Regions from separate parts of the Macaca mulatta genome. Here region 2 is linked to region 1. The links are chromatin contacts, called in public Hi-C maps. All regions are on one chromosome and are shown on one strand. The core of a region is the stretch at or near the end of the contact, and the rest is flanking DNA. Distances in the headings are between cores, read along the strand shown.

Region 1 (2,700 bases), core at 72-2,571:
GCCCTCCTCAGGCTGAGGCCAGAGTGGCTCCACTTGGTATCCCACGGGCCCTGGCCCTGGAGACCCGCTCCGCCCACCTGCGCCCCAGACTGGCACCGAGGTTCCGCTGCAGGCACCCCTCCATCCCCCACTCGCACCCCGCGAGCAAGCGAGAGGCCCCGTTGTCCCCACTTCCCTCTGCTCGCCGGCGTCCCGGTCCCCTGCCGCGCTCTCGGCCCGCCTGCCGACGTCCCGGCTCACCTCTAGCTTGAGGCGGGCGCCCCTCACCCAGCCCGGGCAGGGCCGGCCGGCCCGTGGGTCGGAGCCCGGAGCGCCCCCAGCCCCGGCCTTGGGTTCCAGCGGTGGCCGGACCCTCCCGAGGCGCAGTGCCGGCCCATGGCCCCGACCTTCCTCTCGATCCGCCCGCCGGCGCCCCTGCCGTCCCTCCCCGCAGCCCGCCGCGTCACTGCGGCCGCCCCGCCCCTTTCCTGGGCCCGGCTGGCCCTCCCCACCCCGGCGGGGTCCGGGCAGCCCCGCCTGCAGCGGAGGAGGCGGGGAGGCAGGCCCCTGCCTTCCTTCCCCCGGGCAGTGGGAAAGAGGCCATTGCCTAAATTCTGGCACTTCTTAGTCCCTCAGTGCTGACTGGGGTCCCCAAAGACTCTTAGTTCCTATCTCCACCCTAGCCCAGCCCTCCTGTGTACAGTGACAAGGTGGAGTTTGATAAAGGAGGTCCCAGGCCCACTCTCCTCTTCTCACCCAGTCCTTAGATTTGGGACCCAGGGTAGAGGAAATGCCTCCCCACCAGTCTAGCCAGAAGCTGGCGGCTCTGACGTGCCTCCACCTAGGGCTGGGCTCCAGGGCCCCAGGCCTCTATGGTCACCCAGCTACACGCCCAGGCAGAAGCGGGTTGTCACTCTGAGTGGCTGGGCTAGTCCCTGCATGGGGCCACAAAGCCTCCCCCACCTCTGCCTTCCGGGTCCACAAGTCTGGTCACCCAGCCACCCGGAGTCTGGGCAAAGGCCTCATGAGGCACCGCAAGGCTGGGCTCATGGGATCCCACCCAGCCTGCTACAAGGTGCTGGGGTAGTGACAGCAGCACCCGGCCAGCCCCTCCCCTTGACTGTGAGGCCAAGGGCTGGAAGCAGCAGTGCCCGTTCTCTCTGAGGAGTCAGAGACCTTCAGGGCTGATTCAGAGGCTGGGGTGTTGTCAGGGCATTAGGGCGTTTGAGGGAGTGGCTTACGTGAACTGGCATTTCCATGCTGCCAGGCATCACCGCCAATCCAGAGGAAGCGCCCTCCAGGCCCAGGCTGCCCATAGCGCCAAGGGCTGTGGAAGCAGCCAGGCCCTGTGCTGCCCCCTGGTGGCACCACAGGAAGGCCCAGGGCTCTCAGCGCCACGGCTGGGGCGGAGAGGGCCCGGTTCCCACCTGAGGCTGATGGCCCACAGAGGCAAGTCAAACCCTGTTTAGTCACACCCTCCCCACTCCTAGTCTCCTCTTCCCCTTTCTCTGCCTGGCCCACCCAGGTTTAGCTGAAGAACCAGACCCAGAAAGGCTCAGAGCTGAGAGCACAACTCCAAATCATCTTTTATTAATATAAAAAGGGCATATTTAGCAAAAGACACACAGATAAAAGAGTCACTATGGCTCAGGACACAAGGCAGTGAGGTGCCAGGCCTGAGCCCCTGCTGGGGGAGAAGGAGGCTCGGGACAAAGTGGGAGAAGGGCTGGGAAGGGCTGAGCGGTGGGGACCACAGAAAGTTCCGGTGGGCAACACTGTTGGCAGGTCATGGGTGGGACTCATGGGGACCTCGCTGCTAACTCTTGTTGTGGGGGGATGTCCTTAGTGCTGCCACCTGGAGAGCCGCTCCTTGGTTCCTGGAGGGGACCCACCAAGGGACACAGGACAGGAAGCCCAGGATGGTTAGTGCAACTCGGGATGAAGGCCAGGGAGAAGCGGGTGCTCTGCAGTGGCCGGGAAAGGTCCAGACGCTGAGGCCGGGGCGCTTCCTGTTACGTGCGGGCGTTCCGCTCTGTCTCTGCCAGGCACTCTCTGACTAGGGCCCGAGCATGGATGATACCTGGTGGTGGGGTGGGGTCTCAGCAACCCTCCACAGCCCCACCCACTGCCCTCCAGAGGAGGACCCCTGCCTCCCCACTCCCTTTCCCCTTTCAGCAAGAGAAATTCCAAACTAATGACGGCTAGATGAGATTAGAGGTTTGGTTAATCCTCAAGGTTGCCCTGTAGAAGTACAAATTCCCAGGCTCTTCCCTGGAAATGGACGCAATTTCAATTCGATTCAAAACACCTCTCTGGGTAGTAATACTGGCCCTCCTCTAGGCTTGGCTCAGGTGGCCTCCGGATGTCTTTCTTTCCCTAATGGAAGATAGTCCAGTGTCGGTTTCCTAAGCAGGGCGGCCTGGCCTCACTTACCTCTCTTCAGGCGCTCCATGGCGCTCTTGCTGCCAGCATATGTGGGCCGGATCTCTTTGCCCATCTCCTCTATGACTGACAGCAGGTCCGTGTAGGTGCTCTGGGAGCCCTGGGCGCCGGGTGGCTTCATCGCCTATGTCAAAAGAGAACAGGGCAGTGAGCTCAGGCACCTGGCGGGGAGGGGGACTCCAGTCCCCATCCATAAGCAAGCCTTTGGCCCCACTCACCTGCACGTAGCCCATGGAAGGCGGTCCAAAGTCGTTAAACAGCGGTCTAAAAGGAGCGGCG
Region 2 (2,700 bases), core at 38-2,537, 37 kb before region 1:
AGCAGGGTCCCTGGGGATAGGAGCTGGGGCTGGGGTACAGGGTTGGGTCCCCACCTGGCCCTAACCTGGTGCTGACTCCCCCATCCGGCTCCGGAGAGATCTGGGCTCCATCCTCATCGTTCTCCAGGTTCTGTTGCAGAACACAGGTCTCAGGAGGGTTGCTAGGCTGGGGCCCTTCCTCATCCCTTCCCAGGGAGAGAAAGCAGGCCTACACAACCATTTGCCTGGCCGCCTGGCAGCTGCTCACCTGGCCCTCCGCCCTCCCTGCAGAACGGGTTTGGTGAATCACAGAAACCAGGTAGGAGGGGGGTGGATGCCAGGGCTTTGGGGAGCAGGAGCCTGCACGGGTCCCAGGGAAAGGAGAGCTCCCAACTTTGGGAGTCAGGGTGGAGCCCTCATTCAGTGGCCTAGAATGGGAGCTTGGGAATTGGGGTGCCAGGGAAGGCCAGGCCCAGGGTTCCCAGGTTCAAGGTACAGGGATCTGGTCCAGGTCTCCAAGAAAAGCAGCCTAGGGTTGGTGGAGGTTTTCTGGGAAAATGGGGATTGATTTCTGGTTTAGTGGGAGCCAAAGGGTGGGCAAGGACTGGTCATGTCAGAGGGGCTCCAGCTCTTAGGGGTGATGGTGGAATTAGGGTGAGGGCTTTCAGAATAGAGAAAGGCGTGCGGGTTCCCATCAGCTTAGCTGGCCTGGGGCACAGGGGATGCTCCTGCGTGTGGGCAAGGTCTGGTTCAGATACAGAGGAGCTCCCCCAACCCAGCGGGGGCCAGGGGCGATACCCAGGATAAGTAGGGAATCGGCTGGGTTCCCCAGCTGGAGTTGAGGGATGAGCTCCTGGGCTGTGGACTCTTCCCGGCTGGCTGGGGCCCGGTATCGGAACTGGGAGGGCCTGGGCAGGGCTGTGGATTAAGAGTCACGTCCGGGGGTGGGGGGGCGGTCTCGCATTTCAGCTGGGGCCTCTAGGCAGATTCTCCCCCGAGTTGAGGCCTTTGGGGCCCGGCCTGGGGTCCCGTCCGGCCGGGGACAGGGGGTGAGGTGGGCCGGGCGGTTCACCTGGTAGCGCAGCCGGGACTGCTTGTCCTCGTCAGCCACCTCGAACCGGGCCCGACGCTCGAAGTGCAGCGGCCCAAAGCGCGCGACCCCGCTGGCCTCGGGCCCAGGGCCCGCGTCCTCCAGGGACAGCTCGAAGGCATCATCAATGCTGAACTGGGGCCGGGCGGCGCTCATGGCCCCGGCCCGCTCAGGCGCCGTGCGCCGCCGCCATCTGCGCCCACACGCCCAGCGTCGCCGCGGCCCCGCCCCCACATGCCCCGCCCCTCCGGCCCTGGCTCCGCCCCACACGCCGGCTCCGCCCCACACGCCGGCACCGCCCCCGTTCGCCCTAAGCAGGCCAGAGCTGCCGAGCGCCGAGCGGGCTGATGGGTGGGAGCCTCTTCAAGACTGCGCGTGCCTGGCCAGTGACGCCACTCAGTGGCCGCCATGGCGAGCGACAGCCGATGCCGGGCTCTGACACAGCCCCCAGACCTGTAGGTGGGGGCCTTGGGGGGGCTCCACGCCCCAACCTCCAGGTCCCTGACAGGGCCTTTTGCACCGCAGCGTGTTCCTCGAGTGCCAAGGAGACTCCTGGAAACTGTTTCCCCACCTTACTCACAACAGCCCTGAACCGCAGGGGTACTCTCCCCATTTTTGCAAATGTGGAAACCGAGGCTCAGAGAGCTTATGTGTCTTCCACTTCTCCAGTCCAGTCTTCACGCAGCAGCCGAAGTGATCTTTTAAAACGAATCTTTTTATCTCTGTGTTATTCTTAAATGAAACCTTTTTAAAAAATTATGCTACTGGCCGGGCTCGGTGGCTTACTCCTGTAATCCCAGCACTTTGGGAGGCCGAGGCGGGTGGATCACTTGAGGTCAGGAGTTCCAGACCAGCCTGGCCAACAGGCGAAGAAACCCTGTCTTTACTAAAAACACAAAAAGTAGCCGGGCGTGGTAGCGCATGCCTATAGTCCCAGCTACTTGGGAGGCTGAGGCAGAAGAATTGCTTGAACCCAGGAGGCAGATGTTGCAGTGGGCCGAGACTGAGCCACTGCACTCCAGCCTGGGCGACAGAGCAAGACTCCATCTCAAACAAAACAAAACAAAACAAACAAAAAATATTCCCTTGGTTTTCCATTGCACTTAGAATAAAATCTGAACTCTTGGCAGGGCATGTGGCTCACACTTGGGGAGGCCGAGGTGAGTGGATCACTTGAGGTCAGGAGTCCGAGACCAGCCTGGCCAACAGGGTGAAACCCAGTCTCTACTAAAAATACAAAAATTAACCGGGCACGGTGGCCTGTGCCTGTAATCCCAGCTACTTGGGAGGCTGAGGCAGGAGAATTGCTTGTACCCTGGAGGCAGAGGTTGCAGTGAGTGGAGATACCACTGCACTCCAGCCTGGGCAACAAAGCAAGACTCCGTCAAAAAAAAAAAAAAAAACCCATGGGGACTGGTGAGGGTGAGGGTGGAAGACAGCAGAAAGCAGAAGTGCTCTGTGAATTAGGTGGACCTGGGTTCAAATCCCCATTCTACCACTTGGAAGTATTTGGGACTTTGGCAAACCCCTCATTCATTTCTGCCACAAGTATTTATTAAACATCTACTCAGGGCCAAACACTGTTTTGGGTACTATAGATACAGTGGTGAATAAAACAGTGCAAAATGAGA

Evidence for each region. Hi-C and Micro-C count contacts between places; a contact is called where the count stands out from the background.
Region 2: a Hi-C map of liver shows a contact between it and region 1, with 2.4 times the contacts expected there. The contact joins the promoter of TMEM134 here to the promoter of PITPNM1 in region 1. A contact is called at or near these places in 3 of 14 Hi-C or Micro-C datasets (CD4 T cells, fetal cortical plate and liver).

Annotation. Positions count from the first base shown.
Region 1 is chr14:6,875,018-6,877,717 of T2T-MMU8v2.0, reverse strand. It overlaps PITPNM1 (phosphatidylinositol transfer protein membrane associated 1), which reads right to left and starts at 1,321. Exons shown (of 25, transcript XM_077961983.1): 1 at 1,221-1,321. It overlaps CDK2AP2 (cyclin dependent kinase 2 associated protein 2), which reads right to left. Exons shown (of 4, transcript NM_001266586.1): 2 at 2,640-2,700; 3 at 2,413-2,545; 4 at 1,564-2,059. The coding sequence ends at 1,992.
Region 2 is chr14:6,911,894-6,914,593 of T2T-MMU8v2.0, reverse strand. It overlaps TMEM134 (transmembrane protein 134), which reads right to left and starts at 1,287. Exons shown (of 7, transcript XR_003722456.2): 1 at 1,052-1,287; 2 at 66-130.